Linked DNA regions of Sus scrofa: region 1 is linked to region 2. Evidence: chromatin contacts called from public promoter capture Hi-C data. All regions are on one chromosome and are shown on one strand. The core of a region is the stretch at or near the end of the contact, and the rest is flanking DNA. Distances in the headings are between cores, read along the strand shown. Region 1 holds the start of MKI67 (proliferation marker protein Ki-67). Region 2 holds the start of PTPRE (receptor-type tyrosine-protein phosphatase epsilon).

Region 1 (6,608 bases), core at 1,473-3,972, 190 kb before region 2:
GGAGTGAAGTTGGGAGTCTGGGCCTCCCTAATGCGCTCCGCGACCCCTACCTGCAGCCAGCCCAAGGGTCCCGGGCCGGGGCACTGGGCTGGGACCCGAGACTTCCTGCAGATTCCGACGGAGCACCTGCCCGGTGCGGTTTCAGGGACGCCAGGATGGGACCTGCCGGGACTGATGGAACTTGTAGGGTGGGGCGCAGAGGACCAGGAAGAAGACCTGGAGGTCCCGATCCGGCCCTCCTTCCTCGCGCCTCCCCCCCACCCCCGCCCCGCGCAGGACCGGGTGTCAGGGACGACAAAGCGTACTACTTACCCGGAACAGAGATGACCAAACAACACAAAGGTCTCCAATGTGATAGATACTAAATATATACTCAACTTACAGAAAATAAATACACGCTCCAATCGGGCAGATGGGCGTGGGATTTAAGGAAATTGCTGGAATGTCCCTTTATTGCCTAAGGCAATGCCATGTCGTGACTTTCTGGCAGGTGAGAGCGGGAGGAGGAGGGACCAGGGAGACAGGGGTCCAGGGGCGGGACTCCTAGGGACACTGTCCCGGGCTGGGGCTGATTGACATCAGGCCTGAATGCCGTGGACTGTGAGAATTTAGAAATGGATTCTCAGAAAACCTCCTAGGTCCGCAGACTCCCCTAGAAAGCCTTTCCCGGTCCATGCGGGAGGCGTCAGAGGTACTTTAACTGCGGGGTCCCTATACCAGGTCCCGTTCAAGAGAGATCTTGCAGGAAGGGGGTTCGCTGCCCCCACCCCTCTTCTGGGGCGTGAGCGGTGGTGGTGGTGGTGGTGGTGGAGCTCAAATGCCAGGCCTGCAAAACAGATTCTCCTCCTGGGAGCGAGACCTGTGCTTTAACGGAATCTTAGGCCGGGGGCCAAGCTTCCGATTCCCCAGCAAACACCACTGCTCAAGCCTGTTATCCAACCGCTTGGAGAGGGCCCACCGCACATCGGAGCTTCCCCTCTGACCGTCAGAGAAGCTTTCCTGTAACTCCCTCCCTGCTCTCTGGAGAACTGAACCTCTGTGTGGCCGGGGTTTGCAAGATTGTTCCACAGGAAATCAAATACCTCCTAGTTCTAATTAGGCTGCCCTACAGGGTCACAGAACAGTCCTGATAACAGGCAGTAGTTCCAGTGACAAAGTAGCATTTTACTGTGTTGATGGGGGTGAGCTTTCTTTGATGGCGTAAAGGAGAAAGAAATGAAACTGATCCCCCAAAAGGGTAGCAGTATCTAGCATCTCCTCGACCCACATTCGCCTGTCACAGTGGACAGGAGTGGGAAGTCCCACGTATTGACATTGTTTTTCTAGGCACCTTTCCGCACCCCCATAGGCAATCTCTCTCCGAATTTTCCCTCAGGAGCAGAAAGGCTCCAACTTTTTGGTCGCAGGGTCCCTTTTCGCTCATGAAAATCATTGAGGACTACTAAGAGTTTTTTGTTTTATATAGGTTATTAACTGAATGATCTTAAAAATTTCAATTCACCAATTCATTTTGAAGCAATGAAGCCATTTCATACTCCAGGTAAAATATCTTTTTATGAAAAATTCCTGTATTACCCAAAACAAGTTAGTGAAAAGAGCAGCATTATTTTATATTTCTGCAAATCTCTCTGATTGTATCTGATTTGGTAAAAGATTGGTTCTCACCTCTGCTTCTGCTTCTGCCCTGGGGAAACCCTACCCTACAGGCATGAGAAATGAGGGTGAAAAAGGCAAGGAGCTTCTGTTGTTACAAAGGTGGTTTGGACCTCCTGGACCTCCTGCAAGGATCAAAGAGACCCTGGGGTCCCCAGCCCGTGCTGTGAGAACAGCAGCTCCCCATCAAGGAAAGCCAAGCTCCAAAGGGCGTGAGGCAAGCTGGAGGTAGGGAACCCGCGGGCGGGTCTGCATTCCCAGTTCACATCCTGATGGCCCGCAAAGGCTCCCTCCTTCCCCTCACCCCCCCAACCCTGTCCCATCAGGCGCGTGGAGGAATACGGTGGGTTAATTATTTTACAATTCATCCACTTCGTGATGCATAAGGTTTATTAATTGGAGATTTTTTTCTAATAGGAAATCTTTGTAAACCTGTATGTATGGCGACGGCAATGATTAAGTAAATAATGGTTTCTAAAGCTGAATGCTTTGCAGTTATCGAAGAGAAAGTAAAAGAGGAAGACATACTCTATATGAATATCCTTGGGGTTTAGTCAAGAGAGAACAGAAAGGATGGAACACCGTGTATATTAGTGCGTTTTTAAAAGAGAACCGTGATCTTCTTAGTGCGTTTTTAAAAGAGAACAGTTTATGTGAAACTGGGAAAAGACACAAGAAATCGCTTATAAACAACTGGTTATCTTAAGGAGACAAACGAACTTTAAAAATGTTAAAGCCTTCCACCACCGAGTGGTACACTGCGTACCACTGTTAACTGTACGACTGTATTTGGTCCTTAAGGGAAACGAGGCCAGAAGGGTTTTGCAGCGGTGGGACCGGTTTGCATTCCCGCCCTTCGCTTGCGGTGGGGGTTGAGGACCCTTTCGCGGGCGTCTTCGGCGGATGAACCCCAGCCCCGCCCCTCCCTCTCGGCCCCGCGGAGCCCGCCCCTCTGGCCCCGCCCCGCCCCTTCCCATTGGTCTGTCTCCTGCCACTGCGTCCAATCGCAGCGCTTAGCGCCAAATTTGAATCGAGGTTTTCATTTGAATCGGGAAGGCGCGGCGGCGGCTTTCCGCGCTCAAGCCGCTAACGCCGGGCACCTCCGGGAGGTAGCTGGGCAGGGCCAGCGGGCCACCGGCGAGGGCGAGGGCGGGGGAGCGGGCACTGCGGCCGCGGCGGAGGTGGGCGCGGGCCCGCGGACGGAGGCCAGGTCCCTGCGGCCCGGGCGGGCGGTAGACGCGAGGGGACGCGTCGCCGGCTCCTCCCCGTGCGGACTCGGGCGGCGCGCGGACGGGCGGTGGACCCACTGCTGTCGGTGCAGGAGACTCGTCGTGGGTGAGTCGTAGCCGCCGCGCTTCGGGGATCTGCGGGGACCGGCGCCGGGAGCGTGGCCTGCGCCCGGCTCGGTCCGGGGCGCTGGTGAAGGATCTCGGTGGGACCTCCCAGGAGGTGTGACCCTGGTGGGCGACCTGCCGGCCGCAGGTCTTTGGGGGGCACTGGGTGCGGGGTGGGGGAGCCAGGGCCTGGCTGGGACTTCCGCAGGGGTCCTGTACCTTGTGGGTCAGGACTGCAGGGGCATCGGTGAATAGTACAAGCGACTCCAGTTGGTGACTTTTTACAAGTGACCTCTTAGCTCCTGGCTTTGGAGTAACAACCCCCCCTGCCTCCGTTGTGTTTTATTTTTGCTCAGTGGCGTGTCCAAGTGCAGTCAAAGTGTGGCTTGTAAGTCTGCTTCAGCAAACCTTCCGATGCCTGGCCTTCCTCTACGGATTATACTCCAATTCTTGTTTAGAAAATGGGTCCTACCAGACGCCTTGTTACCATCAAAAGGAGTGGGGTCGACGGGCCCCACTTTCCTTTGAGCCTCAGCAGCTGCTTGTTTGGAAGGTGAGCCCTGTGTACATGCGGACAACTTAGACACTTTAGGGGTTTTTTTATTTATTAATTATTAATTTATTAATATTACTAATCACAGATTAACAGACTAGATACCAGGGCTCTATGCCTAGTGTCAGCACTCAAGCTCGCTCAGGACTTCCTGGGTATTGCCAGTGTGACCGGTTGTTTATCGTGGAAGAGAATTTTAAAGACGATGTTTATACAGTTGTTGTTTTTTTTTTAATCAAACAAACATTTTAAAATTGATTTGCTAAAAAGCTATAAATGGAGAAAAGTGTGAATCCTGCTGCATTTCAGGCAGTCTATCGAAGGTCACTGTGTTCATTTGAAATGTTTCCAAACCTGATATTCCTTGGCTACTGGGGGTTCTTATGGAGCAAAAGAATGAAATGAAGAAAGGAGTCTGCGTGGCTGGTTGGGTTTTTTGTTTGTTTGTTTGTTTGTTTTTTGGTTCAATGACCCTGGGAGGGAAATTCTTCTGCTTGTGTTTTGAGATCTTCTCTTTCCCGTGTTGGTGGTGGCAGTGACTCTGGTCCCAGGGTAACAGGCATGGTTAGTAATCGCACCCCCCCCCCTCATTTCCAACTTGTGATCTTTTAGGCAAATGATAGGTCGCTCTCCCTGTGCAACCTGGGCCCCCTTCTACCCACACCCTGTCCTCCTGCCCCCACCTCTGCTGTGATCTCCCTCACTCCCAACAGTCCAAGCTCCGGCTCAGCTTGGTGCTTTTAGGCCGTTTGAACCTCTCTCACTGGAATGTCCTTCCGACCCTCCTGCCTGAGCAATTCCTTTCCAGCTTTCACACAGGGGATCAGTGCTCCCCGAGAAGAAGCCTTGAGTGAGCGCTGCCCTTGTCTTCCTATCCCCACATGTGGGAGGAGCCTTGGGCTTGTCTGTGTCACTGCTAAGCTCCCCAGGGCAGGGACTGTCTGGTTAAGAAATAAGTGCTTGGTGCCTGGTGTGGGGTCCGGCCTCTAAGAGGTGATCGATGTTTAGCACCCGGCCGTAGTTCAATCCAAACATCAGCCAGAGAATTGGATTTGGAGTCCATACCTAGTGGTGGTTATGCACTGAGAGCCGGGTTGCCCCCCAGGAGGTGTTTGGCAAAGCCTGGAGGCATTTTTTCATGTCGCATCGTGGGAGACACACACCATTGGCCTCGGAGCAGAGGTCAGAGGTGCTGTCAGGCATCCTGCGGTGTATAGGGTGTACAGGACAGCTCCTGCTCCAAAGAATCGTCTGGCCCCGGGATGCCAACAGCGCCGAAGTTAAGAACTACTGATGTAGGAGTGCCCTTTGTAGTGCAGTGGAAACAAATCCGACTGGTATCCATGAGGATGCAGGTTCAATCCCTGGCCTTGCTCAGTGGGTCGGGGATCTGGCGTTGCTGTGCGCTGTCCTGTAGGCTGCAGATGCGGCTCAGATCCCACGTTGCTGTGGCTGTGGTGTAAGCCGGCGGCTACAGCTCCAATTCGACCCCTAGCCTGGGAACCTCCATATGCCTCAAAGGCGCCTGCCCCCCGACAAGACCTTCTGAACTATAGTGATTCTTGTTGACTGTCTCCTGTCAAGCGAATTCTCAGTTCTACTGAGAGTCTCTCTCCCTCCCTCTTGCTTTCTGAGATGTTCGGATTCCTAAAAGTCAAATTCTCTTTGGCTTAAAGTAGCTGTTTACTTCCCATAGGTTCCACCCTCTTTAAAAGCAAAAAAATAAAGAACATTGTGGAATCACAAGGCAGTAATTCTGTCACTGCCCTGTGGTGATTAGGTCTATTTTTATGTAAGGTTTGCCATCTAGAAACCCATTCATAAGTGTTTGGCCATATGACGTGGATAGGAAGCGATATTCTCAGAGTCCAGAGGCTCATCTGGGGAACCGAGAGGAGGCAAAGAGTCTGTTCAAACATATAAAACCACGGGGTGGTGGCAGGAGCCTTGCTCAGGATGCCTTTGATTAGTTTCTGCGCAGCTTTAGGGATTCTCTCTTCTGGTTCTCCCTGCTGACATTAGCTTTGTGTAAAAAGCCAGCTGCAGCTGGCTCATTTGTAGTGGTGGCTTGTAGGTGAGTGTTTGTAATGATGGGAACCCTGTGACTTGGTTGGTTAATAGTCATTTTAAAACAATAAAAAGCTCACAAGTTATGGCCATGTACGGTGTGCCAGGCACATGACAGACGCGAGTAGCTCATTTAATTGTTTGAAGAGCCCCGTGGTGTGGGTGCCAGTGGAGTCCCCTTCTTACACGAAGAAACTGAGGCAGAGAGAGAGGTGCTGGCATAAGATACAGCACTTTTGGTGATGACGTGAACGTTAAATACACGTAGCAGTACCAGTAAATATACATGCCTTTTTTTTTTTTAAGGAAAAAAAGCACAGAGTACTAAAAGTAATTATTCTCCAAACTGATGTAAAGTATTCCTTTAGTTGGGTCTTATAAGCAGATACATTTTAGTAAAAGGTAATTCAATTTTGTATTGTAACATTGTCCATGATAAATTATTTCTAAGTACTCTAGGTTTTTGCGATTTAAAATAGCTGCCTAAGCAATACTTGTAAAAATCGTGGGCAAGATATGAAGCTCATGGACACTGCCTGAGTTGCCTTCCCTTTCTCTCGTTAGATTTATAGACCAAACATAGAGCCAAACGGTGTTTTGTTGTGAGTCACTGGTGTGCTTTTGAAACTCTGTGACAACTAAACCGTCTTTATTCTTTCGAATCAAGGGCTATCGAGTGTGACATTCGTATTCAGCTTCCTGTAGTGTCAAAACAACACTGCAAAATTGAAATCAGGGATCAGGAGGTGAGTGGGGGATTTGGAAGTCCACTTTTGAAAACGTTGCACCTTGTGTCCCTGTATTAGTTCCGTGTTTTCCTCTCTTTTCTACTCGCAGGCAGTGCTGTTTAATTTCAGTTCCACAAATCCAACCCAAGTGAATGGATCTGCTATTGAGAAACCTGTGCCGCTGAAGCATGGAGACGTGATAACCATTGTCGATCGGTCTTTCAGGTAAGCCATCGCTAAGTGGGCTAAACTGAACCAGACCTTTGGATTCCC
Region 2 (7,107 bases), core at 1,608-4,107:
TCACTCACAGATTCGCTCCTAAAATGTCTCCACTGGTCCAGTGGTAGTTATCAGAGTCTCCTGTCTGGCACCTGGCTGGGCGCTGGGGACAGGACTGGCCTCGGGGAAACTCCAATCCAGCCCAGCTCTCTACAGCAGGCTGGAGGCGGGTGTGATTAGTGGGAGAGAGAAACATCAGGAGAGTGGTGGGCTGGGTCCAGAGGGGAGGGGGTGGCAGGTCACCAGCTTGACCTGGGACATGCTGAGTTGGGGGCCTTGACCATCCTAGAAGTCAGGTGACATGGGCATCTGAGCCTGGGAACTGCAGGGGACTGGTCTGGGCTAGGACCTGCCTCTGCCCAGGAAAGAAGGAGTTTGGATAGAAGGGGGTAGCCTGGGCTGGGGTGATGGCAGCAAAAAGCCAAGTGGACCAGTGGGGGCGCAGTTGAAAGGCGACCCAAATTCACATCTCAGCTTCCTTCCCGACCAACGAGCACCTGCTGTCAATGCCTCACACATCCACCTTCAACACACCCCTCTGACGGCCCCCATCCTGCAGCCCCTCTGACAGCCCCCGGGGGCTGACAATTTGCACACACACATCCCAGGACGTGGGGAGGTCATGCATGAGGACTCGGAGCTCCAGGAAGCTTCGGGCAGCCTTGGCTGGAGGCACTGGCTCCGGACATCCAGGGGCCAGGCATCCCTCCACAGGGGTGAGAAGTGGTCGGTGTGCAGGGCTTGTGGACCTGACCGCGGCACCTCACACTCAACTGTGTGCCTCCCCAGGGGCCCTGGATGCATCACAGTGACAGTCACTTCCTTGCCCACTTCCCACAACTCATTTGGCTGGGCGCGCAAAGGGGTACAGTTTCATTTTATTTTATTTTTATTTTATTTTTTTGTCTTTTTGCCATTTCTTGGGCCGCTCCTGCAGCATGTGGAGGTTCTCAGGCTAGGGCTCTAATCGGAGCTGTAGCCGCCGGCCTACGCCAGAGCCACGGCAACACGGGATCCGAGCCGCGTCTGCAACCTACACCACAGCTCACAGCAACGCCGCAACGCCGGATCCTTAACCCACTGAGGGAGGCCAGGGATCGAACCCGAAACCTCATGGTTCCTAGTCGGATTCGTTAACCACTGAGCCACGACGGGAACTCCGAGGGGGTACAGTTTTAAATCTCCAGCCATCTGGATTCATCCAATGACCTGGCCTTCCACAGGGACAAATCTAGCTCTTAGCTCCTTTGGACACATGGAAAGTTCGGGGGGTGGGGAGGGCAGTTACTGGTTCCCAGGCAGCACTAACACCAACAAGGAAGAAAGACCTCATCCCCTGAGGTCACAGTCCGAGGCAGTGCCCCCTCTTGGAAGGGCTGGGTGCTGCTACAGGGCCTGCCCCATGTCACCGCCTCACCTTTTGTTCCCCAAGGCCTAGAGCCTGTGCTCAGAAAGCTGGACCCCAACCCTATTCACACTCAGAGCTCTGTGCCATACGGTGAAGGCAGAGTGACCATGGCGGTCTGAGCCACCTGCGCCCACCCCTCCCTGTCTTCCTTCGGCTTAGAGCTCTGGTTTTGAAAAGGCCCAGCCCTCCCCTTCATCAACCCCCCACCCGCCCCGGGCACAGTTTAAATGGATCTTTATTTTGCAGAGGCAGAATTTCACTGACCTTTGAGACACAAAGACCTCCAGGCACCCTGGGTCAAGGGGCACCTGGGGTCAGGAGCTGACTGGACACGCACAGGGACACCTAAAACACGTGACCACCCTTTGCTGGTTTTCATCCAGGGCATCCACCCTTCACTCCACAGGCGCACATACAGCCCTATTCCTCCGGAGTTTCCTGGGCTGAAATTCTGACAGAGGGGTCCTTATCCCCGACAGATCAGCATCGTCATTCTGCAAGTAAAACTGTTTAACCTTTCTAGAAAGGTTTGCCACTGGCAGGAAGGAATTTAGGTCAAGTCCGGTGCGGTCACTCAAGGCTTGGCTCTGCCTCTCCATCCCAGGGGTTGTCTGGCCTTTCCCAGATGGTCCTACGGAGCCGGCAGGCTTGGCGTGTCACTGCTCCCCGGCCCAGGAGTTCCGACAGGTCACCCCACGGATACCGCGGTCCGGCCTGGCCACCGGGGGCCGGCCCACTTCCTGGGGTCTTTAACCGCCCCCCCAGCCCTGGCATCCTACTCAGCTCCCCTCCCCGGGAGGGCAAGGGGCCCTGGACAGCAGCCCACGACAACAGTTGGTGCGACTCTGACTCACTTTCTCAAAAGGCTCCTTTCTGGACCCCTGCGTGCGGCAGCCCCCAGCACACCCGCTGGCACCCCCTCTCGGTGGGTCTCCCTGCTTCCACGCGTCCTCCCTGTCGCCGTCCCCCTAGCGCTGTGGCCACCCGCAGACACACACGCTCTGCCAGTCAGTTGACCGAGAAGGAGCGCGAGAGCCGCCGACCTGGTCGCCAAGTTGGGCTGGGGGCGCCCGGGGGCCCGATGGCCGGGGTCCTGCGGTCCCCAGACGCTGGCACCCGGCGCACCGCGGGCCGGCAGGGACCCAGCTCGGAGCCTGGCACCCCGGCGCGGCCCCTCCCGCCCACGGCGCGGCCGAGGCGGTGTCCCCGGCCTGCTCCGGCCGCCCGGGACACACGGTCCCCGGCCCGCACCCCGCACGCGCTCACCTCGGGGGGGCCGGTCCGGTCGCGCCGATCCCGCCGCCGCCGCCGCCGCGGCGGCTCCGCATCTCCCGGGTGCCCGCCCGCCGCCCTCCGGGGCGCCCCGCCGTCCCCGCCGGGCGCGCGGGAGGCTCGTGGGGACGCGCGGAGGCCGCGGGGTCCGGGCGCCGCCTGCGCCGCCGCCCGTCGCCGAGCAGCAGGAAATTTGTCCGGCAGGTCCCGCCGCCTCCTCCGCGCCGCTCGGCTCGGGCTCCGCGGCGGGGGCGGGGGCCCCGCGCAGCGAGGAGCGGGGGCGACGCCTGGTGTCCGGCGCGGGGAGCGCACCCGGCGCCCGCCCCACCTGGGCCCGCGGCCCCGCCCCGCCCCGCCCCGAGGGCGGGAGGCCCACGGAGGACCCGCCGGCCAGGACAGCCTGCCCCCAGGCGGGGGGGCGGGGGGCCCCCTCTCCCGGGACCCCCTCCCCCGGGGCCCCCGGCTGGGCCCCCACTGCCCGGGCCCAGGCGTCCTGTCGGGCGCTAAGGCGGGACAGCCGCGCTTATGAGCAGGAAAGGCCCTTCCTCCCCAGCCTTGGCCCCGGACACCAGGAAGTGGCCGGGCCGGGCACCGGCTCTGGGTCGTGCAGTCGGTCCGGAGGGCACCCTGTGCTGCTTCTGGTTCGAAGATGTAGCGAGAGCCGGGACGTGTCCCGAGCTGGAGCTGGTGTCTTCCTCTGTAAAGGGTGAAGAAAGGCGCCCACTTGGTGGATGTTGAAAAGGGTCTGATTACCATGAAGGCGGTATCCATCCAAGCTAAACTCAGGGGCGCAGGCGCCCACGAGGGAGGAAGAGAGAGGGTCGGCTGGGAGGGGTCTGGACCAGCTCTTCTCGGGGTCGGCTTTCCAGGGGACCTCCTGCCAGCTATTTAGGGGGGCTTGGAGTAAAGGACATTCCAGGGGAAGGGCAGAAAGGGTACATGTTGTCTCCTCGTGGGTCCTAGCCCTGGTGCTGTGCCCTCCAGCTTGGACCAAGCCCCTCTCCCCCCCCCCCTCACCCCTGTTGCAGGAACCTCACTCCTGAGGGCTCCTGAGTGAAGGAACCAATGGTGAGAAGGTGGCATTTAGGGTGTGTCACCTGCCTCACATCAGTAGCCAGCAGACACCTCCTGGGACACTTTCCAAGGACACTTGCATGTGTTCGGGACAGAGCTGTAGACCCCCAAAGGCTAAGACCGCCCTTCCACAGGACACACAAAGGAGTGGGAGTGGAGGACTTGAACTCAGCTTTCTTGCCTTGCCCTGCACATGCTGTCCCCCCGCTGCACATGTCTTGTCCAGCGCCAGGGCTTTAAATACCACCCATATGCAGGGAGGTGCAAAAAGCAGGGCTCTCCTGGCCCTCTCCTCCAAGCTCTGCCGCCCCCACCCCCGGCTGTCTCCCAGGGCAGACCCGGCTCTTGCTCTGACTCTGATTCTTGGCATATGTCCCCGTCTGCGCCTCCCCCACCTCGTGCACTTCCTGTCTAGCTCCCACGGTGTGCCTGCTGCTCCACTCCACCGCCTTCCTCTCGCCGATGACTGCAGTGGTCCCTCAACCTCAGACTCATATTTTTTTGTTTTTTCTTTTCTGGCTGCACCCGTGACATGCAAAAGTTCCCAGGCCAGGGATCGAACCCACAGCAGCAACCCCAACCACTGCAGTGACAACCCTGGATCCTTAACCCACTGAACCACAAGGGTAGCCCAAGATGCATTCTTTTCTAGGCACACCGTCCAGGGGGACCCTTACAGAGGAAACCTTGTCCTGTCAGCCCCTTGCTTAAAAGCCTCCTTTCAGAATAAAACCCAAACTCCTGGCAGGCCCTGCCTGATGTCTCAGCCCCTCCTGAGCTCTGAGCCCCTCTTCCCGGGGCTCCAGCCCTCAGCTCCTCTTCTCAGTGTCAGAGCCCAGCTCATCTCCATCTGGGACTCTGCCTAAGGTACCTGAGCTGGCCATTCTTTTTGCTTTTTAGGGCTGTACCTGTGGCATATGGAAGTTTCCAGGCTCGGGGTCAAATCAGAGCTGGAGCTGCTGGTCTAAACCACAGCACCACAGCCACAGTGACACCAGATCTGAGACCTACACCACAGCTCATGGCAACACTGGATCCTTAACCTCCTGAGTGGGACCAGGGATTGAACCCATGTCCTCATGGATCCTGGTTGGGTTTGTAATCTGCTGAGCCATAGCAGGCACTTCCTGGCCTGCACCTTCTTACTGACTGCCTCTGGAAGGTGGCCTGGCACCCCTCCCCTCTGCTACTCTTTCACAAGGTGTGTTCACTGGTTTGCTGTTAGTCACCCCCTCTTCCCCCTCCCGCAGAACTGTGAGCTCCGCGACAGTCCACGCTGCACCTGTCTCCATCTTCCCTCCTGACGCCACATGATAGCCAGGAGGTGTTCAATAAAAGCCTGTGGGCTGACACATCAGAGGAGGAGGGGCCCCAGCCGCAGCCCCCAGGCAGCCTGGTCACCGTGGAGCCCAGCAGGGCAGGCGGCTCTCTCCAGAGCTGAGCATGCCAGGCAGGAACTGCCCAGGTTGGGTGGGGTCAGGTAGACTGATGACTCCGCCCACCCGTCAGTTTCCCTGCTGCGGCGCCCAGAGAGCCAGGCTTCTGTACAGGAGGTGATCATTTCAAACTCGGATGAGCACAGTTTGGCTTGTTAACGCTGCAGGGCTGTGAGGCAGAGACTGTGCTGCAAGAAGAGAGAAACAAGTTGCCTTTGTCAGACATCTGCTGTTGGAAAGTCAGCAGCCCAGGGAGCATGGTGAGGGCAGATGGCACTTTCTCTCCCGCTAATATTCTCTCTGTGGGACCCTGGCGATCCTCTCTGGCGTTACACAGTATCTCTCAACCTCTAAGTCTAAAGACATTCATCGCTGCCCCCCAAAAGCGAGGTAGCAGGGGCATCGGTGCCAAGGCTGTGTTGATTCCCATTCAGAAGCCCCTCCAGCCTCCTTATCCATCTTCCTTCCTCGTCCCTCAGGCTCAAGGCCCCTCCTGCCATCAGAGTCAATTCCCCTGTTCCCACACGAGGCTCTAGGGATGGGAATCCGGCTCGCAGCCTCTTGCCATCCGGAACCCTCATCTTTTATGACCCAGGGGCTCAGCCCTTCTCACCTCCACAGCTTCCTCTTTAGCCCCCGACGCACTTCCTGTTTCATCCACCTTCAGCCTCGCCTATGCCGTCCTCTCACCTGTCTCCGACCTCTTCCTCTTTGCCAAGCCGTGCAGCTTCTTTCCTTTAAAACACAACTGGAGGCCGTTTTCCTGAAACCGGTGATGTTCAGCGTGGTTATGTGTCTTATCTTCCTTTTTAGTGGAGGACCAGGCCTTTGGATTTCTGTGCGGTAACCCAGATAATGCTTGTCATGCTTTAAGGACTCAACAGATGCCAATTAATGTTAAATTGCTGAGGCCAGAAATGGTCTCTAGAAGAATAAGCAAAAGAGGCAAAATTGGTATGCAAAGAGCTAATCAGAGTTTGCTTTTATATGCTGTCCAGAAATATTAATGTAAACGAACTCAGCTTTAAGAGATAAAGTCAGAAGGTCTTGGAGTTCCCGTCGTGCCTCTGCAGTAACAAACCAGACTGGGAACCATGAGGATGCGGCTTTGATCTCTGGCCTTGCTCAGTGGGTTAAGGATCCGGTGTTGCCGTGACCTGTGGTGTAGGTCACAGACGCGGTTTGGATCTGGCATTGCTGTGGCTGTGGTGTAGGCTGGCAGCTGCAGCTCTGATTCAACCCCTAGCCTGGGAGCTTCCATATGCCATGGGCATGGCCCTAAAAAGACCAAAAAAAAAAAAAAAAAAAAATGTCTTGTTAAAGCAGGGCAGGATTGATTTCTGGAACTGTCCCCACGTAGAGAAAACTCAGCATAGCTATTCCACTCTCCAGACTGTGCCCGAATGAGTAACTCTAATGGATCTAGAATGTTCCATTTTTACATTAGCCATCTATCCTTCTCCTGCCTCTTTCCCCAAGTTATGCCCAAGTATTAACAATTACTCGTGAGTGAAATCGTGAAGACAGACCCCCCCTTGCTGGAAGATTCCTCTGTTATCCCAGAAAAACAGGTAGTTGTTCTGTCCTTCAGGTCCTCGGAGTCCTTAAACCGTTTTGTCCCCTGGACTGCTGCTCATTGGTGAATTCTAGGTCATGTATCACAGAGATTCTAAGTGTACAGTTTAATGAAGAAAGACAGATGCATCTCTCGAGACATTGAGCACTTGCACCACCCGAGAAAATTCTCTCCCTCCTTTTCCGGAAGATCCCCCACTCTCCTTCTGAGAAGCTCATGTTCGGTTGTCTGGGACTGTGGATACCCTCACCTGATCGAGATCGTTAGATACACTGAGTATCTTTTCTTTCCAGCTTCTTTCGCACAGCAACACCTCTGGGAGTTTCATGCTATATTACCTGTGTCCGTATTTTAGGTAATAT

What was found. Promoter capture Hi-C pulls out the DNA fragments that hold promoters and counts their contacts.
Region 1: a contact with region 2 is called in a promoter capture Hi-C map of fetal liver, with 3 times the contacts expected there. The contact joins the promoter of MKI67 here to the promoter of PTPRE in region 2. A contact is called at or near these places in 1 of 5 promoter capture datasets (fetal liver) and 3 of 47 Hi-C or Micro-C datasets (mesenteric adipose tissue, retroperitoneal adipose tissue and subcutaneous adipose tissue).

The regions. Positions count from the first base shown.
Region 1 is chr14:137,292,426-137,299,033 of Sscrofa11.1, reverse strand. MKI67 (proliferation marker protein Ki-67) reads left to right here and starts at 2,722. Exons shown (of 16, transcript XM_021073747.1): 1 at 2,722-2,988; 2 at 3,344-3,540; 3 at 6,275-6,353; 4 at 6,445-6,560. The coding sequence starts at 3,449.
Region 2 is chr14:137,097,199-137,104,305 of Sscrofa11.1, reverse strand. PTPRE (receptor-type tyrosine-protein phosphatase epsilon) reads right to left here and starts at 2,857. Exons shown (of 22, transcript XM_021073749.1): 1 at 2,654-2,857.